2 separate regions of the Xenopus laevis genome follow, and region 2 is linked to region 1. A link is a contact called in public Hi-C data. All regions are on one chromosome and are shown on one strand. The core of a region is the stretch at or near the end of the contact, and the rest is flanking DNA. Distances in the headings are between cores, read along the strand shown. Region 1 overlaps LOC108701172 (UDP-GlcNAc:betaGal beta-1,3-N-acetylglucosaminyltransferase-like protein 1). Region 2 holds the start of LOC108701172 (UDP-GlcNAc:betaGal beta-1,3-N-acetylglucosaminyltransferase-like protein 1).

Evidence for each region. Hi-C and Micro-C count contacts between places; a contact is called where the count stands out from the background.
Region 2: a contact with region 1 is called in a Hi-C map of the XL177 cell line, with 3 times the contacts expected there. The contact joins the promoter of LOC108701172 here to the enhancer-like site in region 1. A contact is called at or near these places in 2 of 4 Hi-C or Micro-C datasets (the XL177 cell line and the XTC cell line).

The regions. Positions count from the first base shown.
Region 1 is chr9_10L:51,174,572-51,180,564 of Xenopus_laevis_v10.1, reverse strand. It overlaps LOC108701172 (UDP-GlcNAc:betaGal beta-1,3-N-acetylglucosaminyltransferase-like protein 1), which reads left to right. Exons shown (of 14, transcript XM_041577036.1): 10 at 3,619-3,754. Among protein-coding and RNA genes, the nearest start is that of LOC121398196, 73 kb to the left of the region's middle. Within about 2 kb of position 1,279, at least 1 of the 7 cell types and tissues checked has an H3K27ac peak or open chromatin away from gene starts, as enhancers often do.
Region 2 is chr9_10L:51,282,889-51,288,800 of Xenopus_laevis_v10.1, reverse strand. It overlaps LOC108701172 (UDP-GlcNAc:betaGal beta-1,3-N-acetylglucosaminyltransferase-like protein 1), which reads left to right and starts at 1,273. Exons shown (of 14, transcript XM_041577036.1): 1 at 1,273-1,681; 2 at 4,403-4,474. The coding sequence starts at 4,412.

The DNA of each region.
Region 1 (5,993 bases), core at 30-2,529:
GAAGGGGTTACAGAGGGTAGATAAAGTCATGTGGAGCCTTATGCAAACTCCCAGCATGTGAATTGCCCCCGGCACCGTTCCCTTTAATATAATTCAGAGAGACAAGACACTGCTGATCACTGTCTCCCATACATCACGCTGCTATTGGACACGCCTTATTTCCAGCATTCAGCTGCGGGTTACCTCTTCCCTTTTAACCCCTTTTGGAAGCAAAGGCAGAATCAGAGCAGGTAGCTTTTGTCTTTTACCTACAGTAAGTCCCTGGCTCTCTATGTGGCATGTGACATCTCATCCAGCCGAGCAATATCCTACCCACAAATACACACAGATATTAAAGGGCAAGTGAACCTGTAACTCAATGATCCCCAACCAGTGGCTCATGAGCAACATGTTGCTCTCCAACCCCTTGGATGTTGCTTTCAGTGGCCTCAAGGGCTAGTCCACACGCGTCGCTATCTCCCCGTGTGGACTAGCCCCAAAGCAGGTGCTTATTTTTGAATTCCAGGCTTGGAGGCAAGTTTTGGTTGTATAAAAACCAGTTGCACTGCCAAACAGAGTCTCAATGTAGGTTGACAATCCACATAGGGACTACCAGATGGCCAATCACAGCCCTTATTTGGCACCCCAAGAACATTTTTCATGCTAGTGTTGCTCCCCAACTCCTTTTACTTCTGAATGTTGCTCACGGGTTCTAAAGATTGGGGATCCCTGCTGTAACTGAACTCTTAGCATGTTGTGGATGCAGTGAATTACATGGTAGCTAAGACTGGACTCACCTTTCCATCACGTTCAATCTCATATCCTTTTCATTAAAGGAGAGCAAATTCATTAAATTACCTCTTAGAGGTCTCAGTAGGGAAAGGGTGCGTGTCTGTTGCTTAACTACATCTCTCATATATACTGGGACTGTGTGACGCATTTAACACAAACCTCTGCTTGTTTTATTGGCGCCAAGTGGCATCTCATAGTAAATGAAATCAGGTGTCAAAATCTGAAGCAACCAATATATTCTTGGCATGTGTGGGAGGAACAGTTATACCCTGACCCATGCGCGGGAGCGTTCCATAAATAGGCACTTGCCCCGGAGGAGCTTTTATTAGGGAGACGGTTGTGATCTGATTTTGAGTCAGGTAGTGTGTTTGTATGTAAAAATGCATCTGCTGCAATGTAGGGGGCTGTTCCTGCTGAATTGTGCTTAGTACAGGGCAATACCTATGCTGCCATAGTATTATGGGATCTCTCTGTACAGACTATGAGCAAACTTGGGGGCCTGTTCCTGCTGAATTGTGCTTAGTACAGAGGAATCCCTATGCTGGTTTATACACAGTATTTATAGAAATATTGGCCACAGCTGGACTGGTTTAGCAGTGTCTGTTTGAGGGCATCAAAATACACAGTGTTACGTTAATGCCCAGGCAGTTTCCAGGGAGCGAGAGAATTCCCACACTGTACCTATTGCTGTAAGGCTTTTCTCTTAACTCCCTGCACCCTCGCTTGTTTCAATCTTACAAGTTCCCACTGCACCTGTCCTGGCTCTCACTCAAATCCTCCCACCCCCCCAGATCTAATCACAGTTTCTCTTACCCTGGGGCCACAACTTGCAAAGCAAGTGTTTTTTTGGCTCGGGTAATGGGAATAATAAGGAAATAGTGGGAGTGGCAGCTTCTCGTGGAAGGAAGGGGGGGGGGTGAGTCGTGTAATAGTTTAATTAAACATTCAGACTCCCTCTCCTGTGCCAATGGGAAGCTCTTCTGTCAGTAATCTGAGTGTGGCAATATTTACTAGAGCTTGACACCTCCTCTTTGGGATGGGCATGTGGTGCTTTAACTCTGCATGGGATAAAGATAGAGATGCAGGTCCAGAACAGAAATTAGCAGCAACATAGTAGCTCAGTTTGAGAAAATATCCCTCCATCAAATTCCGTTGGTCACTTGAGCAGGGGTCCCCAACCTTTCTTTTTTTTTTTTTTTACCTGTGAGCCACATTCAAACGTAAAAATTGTTTCAGGAGCAACACAAGCATGAAAAAAGTTCCTGGGGTACCAAATAACTGCTGTGATTGGCCATTTGGAAGGCCCTATGAGGACTGGCAGCCTACAGGAGACTGTTTGGCAGTGCAACTGGTTTTTATACAACCAAAACTTGCCTCCAATTCAGAAATTCAAAAACAAGCTCCTGCTTTGAGGCCACTGGGCGCAACATCCAAGGGGTTGGAGAGCAACATGTTGTTCATGAGCTACTGGTTGGGGATCATGGTCTTAGAGTAACACTGGCACTACCCTTAAATATAATACAATAATGAAGCATTACAGCAGGGAACAGGGACATTAGGGACCATTTATGAAGGCAAAGCAGAAGTTTGGATGCAAATTTGAGCATGTGTTGATGCCAGTTACAAAGTGGCCATATGTTCTAGCAGATTGCCCATTCCTAGTGCACCCGTTCAGCCTCCTCCAATTGTGACTACCGCTATCACAGGGGAACTCTGGCAGCTCTATCAGCCTGGACCTAGTGGTAATTGTCTGGTGTCTGTATGGCTGTAAGATTAACCCCCGGCTCAGTATCACATATTTACTGGTCCTGCCTCTGCAGTTACAGGTTTGCTTGTTGGGGCCACATGAATTCCTCCTTTGTGACCTGAGTGTGTGGCTGGACTGTGCTCCCTGAAAAGTAGAATAAACTGTTTATTAAGTGATTGGGCCCCCCAGGATCAGCTGATGGGAATTAACAGTAACCTGGGTACCAACTGATTGGGTCCATTGTAAAAGCTGAGCCCACCAATCACACTGACTGATTCATTAGAGCTGCACATCTAGCTTGGAGCTGCAGAGGTTAAAAGGCTAAAGTTTGTTTACAAAGAAAAATGAGAAATGCTGAATTAATCCATTGATAATCATCACTGAGAGGAGAGTTCATATAACCCTCAGCAGCAGCCTCGGGGCGAGAAACCTGCGAAACTGCGTGCTCAGCTCTCGTACGGCCCCAGCAACTGAGATCTGTGCGGCTGTTAAGCTCCTGTTTGTATTAACTCATAGAATTGCTGAGTATCACTTGTATTAGAAGGGATAATGTACCCCCTACTGTAAATTATAAGGATATTAGAAGCCAATGAGGGGTTCTGTGACCATATAAAGATAAAGACACAAGGCTGCAGGCTGAGTTATACAGGGAACTCTGAGTATCACTCATGTATTATAAGGGATAATGTACCCCCTACTGTAAATGATAAGGATATTAGAAGTCACTGAGGAGTTCTGTGGCCATATAAAGGCACAAGGCTGCAGGCTGAGTTATACAGGGAACTCTGAGTATCACTCATGTATTATAAGGGATAATGTACCCCCTACTGTAAATTATAAGGATATTAGAAGTCACTGATGGGTTACTATTCTTATAGGTGACACGGTATTTCTATTTAAACATGTTTTAGTGAGTCGTGTGAAAAATGATATGATTAAGGATTATTAATGAGGATCTGTATGGCTGGTTATTCAGTACTGTGTATATTTCAATGAATAATAAGTATTTAACCAGTGATGTTTTCTGGCCCTGGGTCCCAGCTAGCTGCCTGCACGAGGTACAGTTGAACTGCAATGATGTTTGTTGTTTGATTTCGCAGGGAGACAATCTGGGTGCACCGAGTGCGGTTCCTGGAGGAGAAGGTCCTCGCACATTGGCCGTCCTTCACCATCTGGAATGCTGGGAAACAAGGTCGGAAATTGTACCGGAGTCTGACAGAGGCGAATCGACAGAAGGTCTGTTGGACATTGCACACTGTTTATACGTATATGTTCAATTATTTTTTCCATTTTTGATGAAACATTAACACGAAGGTACTATCATGCCTGTGCCATACACTCTACGTATCCAGGTCTATTCCATGTGTTTATTGGCGAAAACTTGGCAGGATGAGAGTCCCCCTGCCACACACAAAGGGTTAAAACATCCAACAAATTCATACGCTTATTTTGTTTGCCGTTCTGGCTCGGCCATGGCTGCTGCCAAACCTGACACTGGTGTATGGTGGCCCAGGGGTGCAGATGCTTTCAGCCTGATTAAACCTTTCCTGGGATCTGCCTGCATTTACTTTACTGACATTACCTGCAGGGAGTGGTGCCACCAGCAGGTAAGAAAAGGTACTGCAATACTGAATCAGTGACAACCAGCTATTATTGAACAGCAGTCAGAAGGTTAGAGATCCCTGGATTACTGTGAATCATCAGACTTCAAGTAGATTGTAAGCTCTTATTGGCAGACCTATGGGTTTCCTGGATTCTTAGCATGTTTGTATTGCATACTATGCACCTGAACTTATTTTACCATCCCTGTTCTGTACCATATTTATTAGGCTCGTCAAGATTGCTACCAAATCTGCCCCTTAGCTGATAGGAGTGGTTTGCTCTATTGCCCAGTCTGTATGGGCAGAGACGTCATTGGGGGGGAACTAGAATTGCACCGCTACCAGCCAACCAAGTCATGATCTGATCACTTCCACTTGTGCAGCCGCTGCTCCTGGCCCCCTATTGTAAACCAAATCTAATCTGCTCCCACTCAGTCAGTAAAGGACATCACATGGTATTATAAGCTCTACAGCAACATTGATATAAATATTTATGGTTCTGGCACCTCCAGAGTTTTAGGTATCACTTTCCCATATGGAGTAGCAGTGTACAGAACCAGATTGGCAATTAGCCCCAGAGCAGTTAGCGAGTGGCCCACCAGCTGTTAGTGCCCAGTAGCCATCAGAGTCTGGATTGTGTATCCTGGAGCTTGTCACTGGCTCTGACACCTTCACAGGGACCTCCTGGATGGGAAGCTCTTTCTGCTCCTGGCGCTCCTCTTGCAATGCTATCTCCTGAGAGATAAAGGTCCTGCTGTTTCCCAGGTGTCTGTATCCGGTGCAGCACCAGGCGGGAAGGGAGAGTGTTTATACTCGTTAGCCTTGAACTCTTTGTGTCCTGTTTGGGTCAGACCAACCCCCCCCCCCCATTTTCCCACAGTTTGGGCTGGGGGGGATTATGGTTGGCTTCCCCTCTCACTTATGAAAAGGTTTAGCTATCAGTCAAGCACAATCTTAAATAATTATATCTGCCAGTGCACAGATGTTTTTTGCTTGCCAAACATGTGTGTCACACCATCTTGATCCTGGCTAAGCATGGCACAGCAAGAACAAAGCCCCACGGCAGTCAAAGGGTTACACATTATAGGTGGACCACATTCATATGGAGCTCTACAACTGAGTGCAGCTTGGGTGGGTGTGATGGCACCCATACCTGACAGTTTGGTTGCTGAGTTATTGCTCTGGATCTGATTGGATTCCAGCTGTGCCCGTGCAGCCATTGTGTTTCTCAGTCACCCAGAGTGGTAAGGGGCTTTCTCCTGGCACCCACTGCCCAACTGTATTCTATGCGGTTTCTGCAACAAATGTGGCACCTTCCTTCCTTGTGTTGCCACCAACTTCCCATTTTCTTCGGTGAAATACTTCTCCAGTGATTCCGGATCCTGATGGGACTCGCCAGTGTTTTAACTGCCTGGCCGTTAAAAAAACGATGGCTGATCCCAATGTTATTAGAGAAAAAAGATAAATATATAGGAAGGCCTGTATTTTTTTCCAGAAAAGGTGGCAACTCTAGGAGTGGCAAGCAGGGTGCCAGCATTATTGGCCTTTCTCTGCTTGTGAGACTTGTCTGGTTCAGAGTAAATATGAGTATATATCTGTAATCATTGCCATAAAGCGAGACGGGCTGCTGCAGTTTGCCAGAAAGGAATGTGAGACAGTCCCACGCAGGTCCGGACTGAGAATTAAAATAGGCCCTGGCATTTCAGGTACACAGAGGCCCAAACAGCCTCCACCAGCCCACTAAATACTGCTTTCAGTATAGAAGCCCCTCTGGCATTTGCCAGAACCCACAGATTGCCAGTCCAGGCCAGGTCCCACACTATCAAATACCCAACAGACATCCAGTCTTGTCTGAATGAAATCACTTCTCCCCA
Region 2 (5,912 bases), core at 24-2,523, 110 kb before region 1:
AGAAGGCAAATAATTAAAAAAAATGATAAAAAGAAGTTGCTTACAATTGGCAGTTCTATAACATACTAAAAGTTAACTGAAAGGCGAACCACCTTTATACGTATTTGGGGGTGACTCTGAGGTCGTCTACAGGAAAGGGGTGCCTGGCAAAGACCAGCTTTCCCCTGTACTCATGTCATGCAGGAGATGGAAGGGGCCCTGAATAAATTGTTGCTGGGGGCCTACTACAAAAGGGCACAAAAATACATGCACAGCACAGTATTCTTATGTAGGACAATTAATGAGGAACAGGATCAGTGGAGTGAAACGCTACAGGAGGAACCACTCAAAGCTCCAGTTTGTAGGGGGAACTGCACCACAAGTGACTATGTATAGCCAGGGCCGCCATCAGGGGGGCACAGGGGGTACACCTGTACCGGAATGCATTTTAGGACATCATCGGGAGAACACACACTCCTGCATGCACTCTCGTAAAGAAGAAGTATTAAGACTAGTCTCTTATTCTACTCACTTATCCAAAGAACGTGCTGCCCACATTTGCTGTTGCAATCTCCCCCCTCGTGGCTCATTCCTCAGCCCTCCCTCCCCGGTCCTCAGCCCTCCCTCCCCGGTCCTCAGCCCCCCCCTGGTCCTCAGCCCCCCCTGGTCCTCAGCCCCCCCCCTGGTCCTCAGCCCCCCCCTGGTCCTCAGCCCCCCCCTGGTCCTCAGCCCCCCCCCCTGGTCCTCAGCCCCCCCCCCTGGTCCTCAGCCCCCCCCCCTGGTCCTCAGCCCCCCCCCTGGTCCTCAGCCCCCCCCCTGGTCCTCAGCCCTCATTACAAAAGCCCTCCGTCCTCAGCCTTCCATGCTCAGGCCTCAGTCCGTAAGCCAGGCTGATAGCTGAGAAGGGAGGGCTGAGGAGGGAGGGCTTTTGTAATGAGGGCTGAGGACCAAGGAGGGAGGTCTGAGGACCGAGGAGGGAGGACTGAGCCATGAGGGGGGAGATTGCAACAGCAAATGTGGGCAGCATGAAGGTGTGATTGCATGTTTATTCGGATAAATGAGTAGAATAAGAGACGAGTCTGCATATTCCAGCGCATGCAGGAGCGTGTGTTCTCCTGATCAGGTCCGGACTGAGAATTAAAATAGGCCCTGGCATTTCAGGTACACAGAGGCCCAATCAGCCCACACAGAGGCCCAAACAACTCCCACCAGCCCACTAAATAGTGACTTTCTATGGGACCTTATAGCAGCCCCTCTGGCATTTGCCAGAACCCACAGATTGCCAGTCCAGGCCTGCTCCTGATGATGTCCTAAAATGCGTTCCGTACCCGGGGCTAAAGTGGGGCTGTGCTGAAGACCCGAAGGAGCCGCTCAGAAAATTGTATGTGGAGAAGTGCAAAATTAGGGATTATCTGCAAGTTCCACGATCAGCAAACTCAATTTCAAGATGTCACACAAAGCACGACTGGAATTTTCATTAGCAGTATGAAATTGTCAGACGATCCCTAACTCTGCAATCTCGCCCCGCCCCAGTGCTTTTCAGCCAATGACAGCTTCTCCCTTGCTTATGTCACTCAGCCTCTGTCCCGCCCCTGTAAGCACACGGTTCCTGTTTGGGCTCTTTTCTCCATGGCATAGAGAGAGTGGCAGCATCCTGGCGCTTGCAGAGAAGCAGAACTTGAGAGAGACAAAGTAGTGCTGTGTATGTTGTGCTTAATATTCGCCTAGCTATGACTCTTTGCAGTGTGATATAATGTGTAGCTACCACAGAGCCTATGTACAGAGTTTGCTGGTATCAGTAGAAACCCGGATCCTGTTATATACACAGTGTTTGCAATGCCCACTTATACAATGATTCTTTTTAACTTGTAGGGGGCCCCTGGCACCAATAGTTTTTTTTAACTTATAGGGGGGGCTTGACCACCAATGATTATTTTTTTAACTTGTAGGGGGGCCCTGACCACGAATGTTTTTTTTTTTAAAAAACTTATGGGGCCCCTGGCGCCAACAGTTTTTTTTTTAACTTATAGGGGGCCCTGACCACTAATGTTTTTTTAAAAACTTTTATGTGGGATCCCTGCCGCCAATTTTTTTGTTTTTTAAATTATAAGGATGCCCCGACCACCAATGGCTTTTTATAACTTGTGATGAGGGGGTTTACCTTTTTTAGCGGTTGTGTCTTTGTGGACTTTTCATTGCGGTGTGGGCGGGGACCAGGGGGCCCATAAAATCTTGCTGATTTGTGATGGCGGCCCTGTGTATAGCAGTTGTGCTATTACTCCTATACGCTTCCCAGAGCTCCAACTATTGCACGCAGGCTGCTGGGAGTTGTAGGTGGCGAGGGGGAAAGTTGGTAGTAGACACCAGTGATTTCCCCTTCAGGAATCAGCCTGAGTGCAGCATTGACCACTTTGAGCCCACCTCCCTCTCACTGATTTTTGGAGGCTCGATTATGTCACGCACTATAGAACACGGGCAGCACCAGGAGTCAGCCAGAAGGCGTGCCAGATGTTTCGGCCAAACAGAGGCCACTTTTTCCTGGATACATTGTAGTAATATTACGGAACCCACGTGGTCTGTGCTGGTGGCGCAGGTGTGTAGGGGTTCTGGGGCATGTATTGAGTTGGTGGGCATTGTTATTGCCTTGTGTTGCCTCGTTGTCGGTGGGTCGAGTGGGCAGTGAGTGTAGTTGTCTGGGGGAATTCGTTCTGTTCTGCTGCAGGGAATGTCAAGTTCTGTGGAGGGACTATAAACCTTGTGTGCAAAAGGACGGGCACTTCTCTACTGTGTGTAACAGTCAGGGTTCCAATCGCTGGTTTGTGCCAGAGGAAGGGGGTGGGGCAAAGGTGCACCTATAAGCACAGATAGGCACTTGGTTGTGCAAGTTGCTCGTATCTGTATTCAGTTCATGTGAAGTCATTGTAGAAAATGCCATCCCCATTCCTGTTATTTCCAACAAGTCACAGCCAATGAATGTTGGAAAGTCGCCTTATTGTGTCCCTTCAGACCTGTCACACGTACATTTACAAGCCAAAGTTAGTCAGGAGGGGCTGGGTTGGCTTCCAGTGTCAGCCTAAGTATGACCAACTTTTGGTGATGACCCGCACATTCAAACTATATGCAAACTTCATCAAATAAACCAGTTTCCTCAAGATCTTTAAATGAATATAACATATGTTTAATGTCCTGCCCAGTGGCATAAGTAGATATTATTGCCCCCTACAGCAAATTAATTTTAGGGGCCCCTAAGTATCCAGAGGTTGTCTTGTTTTACCAATATATATGTAAATGGCTCATTAATTAGCGCCTTATTGAATCCCTTTGGGCCCCCTGCAGCCACAGGGTCTGCTTCCTCTGTAGTTACACCCCTTTTTACCAACATTTTTACCAATATTTTTACCAACATATCTTGAGATTGTGCTTTATTTGGGCCTCATGGGGTACCTATACCTCCTGGCCCCCCCTGCAGCCGCAGGGTCTACTTCCTCTGTAGTTGTGCCCCTGGTCCTGGCCCCTGAGTCCCATGTAGAGTTAGGGGATAGACAGTAGCATTTTAGATCTGAACTACATAGGGTTGGATTTCAGCCTTCGCCGTCCCGAGGCCGCACCTCATCGCCCACCGCCAATGCGCCGCCAGGTCCTAGCGGCCACAAATGTCACCAGCAACTCTCTGAACTTTGCACATTAGATACTAATGTATCATTTTATTGGCAATATTGCACGGAACACTTATGAGCAGGATTGGAGATTAATCCAAAAGCAACCACTAAAAGACATTGCCATTTTTTTTAAAAAAAAATGTTTTTAAATGTTTTTAGATTTTTACCTTTTATCTTATCTAATTATCCAGGATTGGATGTTGAAAATCACATGGGTGTGAGGGGTGTGTTTAAAAGGTCCACTGTGTACCTGTATGTTTACACTTGAGAAAGGGCAACACTTACCCGAAACATGTCGTGTAAAGCAGCATGAATAATAAATAATCACAAGCAGTTAATCTGCATTTGAGTGCTCTCCTCTCTTTCAGTTAAAAGTGGATATCCTGGGATGATTGGTACATCTATGTGAGAGGATTGATGCATGCAAATGGGAAAGGTTTACTAGGCAGAGCGCGGATCTACACAGCTTCTATTTGAACTCTTGCCGTCCTAGGCCTGGGCCTTTGGGGCCTTGCCACAAATCCAGGCCTGGAACTACAGATATTGTCATCCTATATAACCAGTTAGATCTTTGCTGTATTTTAATACTCGCTGCTATTGGTAACTGTCAATGTTAGCAATACACCCCTCTCCCCACTGTGATAAGTTGTAGTGCGTCTGGAGTTCATTCCCAAAGCTGTTAATAAACGTAACGCATATGTAAATGAACCATTCGATTTGTTTTTTATAGCAGCTTCCTGCTGATTGTGTGTTTGTGTTTGCAGCCTGGTCCTATGGAGAATCCAGAGGTACGAGAACCGGGGGAGGGAATGGGAAGGAAGAAGCAGCCTGAAGTGGTAAGTTCGTCGTGTTACCATGGATTCTGAAATGAAATAAAACATATGGTAAAACAAATGGGGTTCGCATACGACCGCCATAGTTGCCAAAGTTTTCCCTGTAGTTTACCCATCAGATCTTTGTATCAGTCCTATTATATTTTGACCCACGAGACTGCATCCGACTTGTCGGAAGTGGTTTGTCAATCTGCCACAATCCAACAAAGTCTCCCATGGAGTTCAGCTCTTATGGTTCCACTGGCCCTTTAATTAGAGAACAGTTTCTCTGGTTAAAGGGGAATTCACACCGAAAATGAAATCTTGCATAATGAAAAGAACTGTAATTCTCATTCACTTCCCCATATTCATTCATTATGTAAAGTTAAGTGTAAATGTCATTGCTACTGAAAGCAGTGTTTGCTTGTCCTATCCTGCACTGCTGGCTCTGACTTTTGAAACAGTGTTACATAAACCAGTCTTTGCTAAAGGAGAGCTGACTTTTGCAACATTGCTAAAACAAAAAGTCAGAACTAGCAGTGCAGAAAGGAATGGACAGGCACTGCTTTTAGTAGCAATAACATTTGCATGTAATTATAAACCCAGTGAGAATGATAAATAAATGAATATTGAGATGTTGTCTAGAATGTCTTGTTAAAGGCAACATTTTGGTTTTGGATTTATAGTACATCCCCTGTTAGGGCTATGACACACTAAAAGATTAAAAATCTCCTCTATTACAGGTGCCTAATCTTCTGCAAATGCTTTCCCACCAGCAATAATGTAAATCGCTGGTGGGGAAACATATGTGTCGATTTGGCTTTTTAAAGTCGTCAAAGTTGCCTCATAAGGAAACTTTGGGCTTCCTAACTTGTGTGTCTAAATGGTGCTCCAGTTAGCAGATGGATAGGGGACAGTGCTGTATTCGTCAGGGAAATGCTTGTCTCTTCATTCCATGTTGGACCAGAGAAGTGCAGCATTTTTTTTTTAAATTCCAGGGTGCAATGCGCAGAAAATGGTGCATTGCCCTGTTTCCTGCACTTTGCACCCTCCACTGCACTTGATGAATGAACTGTTTCGTTTAGCTGCAGCCGTACAAATCGCACCGTACTGCCCAGATTTGGTTACATTTCTGTCAATTGTATATTTTTCCCTTTGTGACCTTCATTTTGTAAATATTGTTTTCTTGGCATCTGGCAGCTGTAACGAGATGTGCGATAAACTTCAGTATTTCTAAGCCTGCACACTGAGTGCATGTTTGGGTCATACGGGATTATCCACAGGTCACAATGGAAGAAACAGCTGTCCCCCCCCCCACACACATTTTGTCTTCTCTCTGCTTTTTCAAAACAAAAATTAAGAAATCAGATTTCATTGTCGCCGGGCAGGAGGGGGGATATGACCATTTCTGGGATCTGCTCAAATTATGTTCCAAATATGCAGCCCGGCTTTAATTTATTGC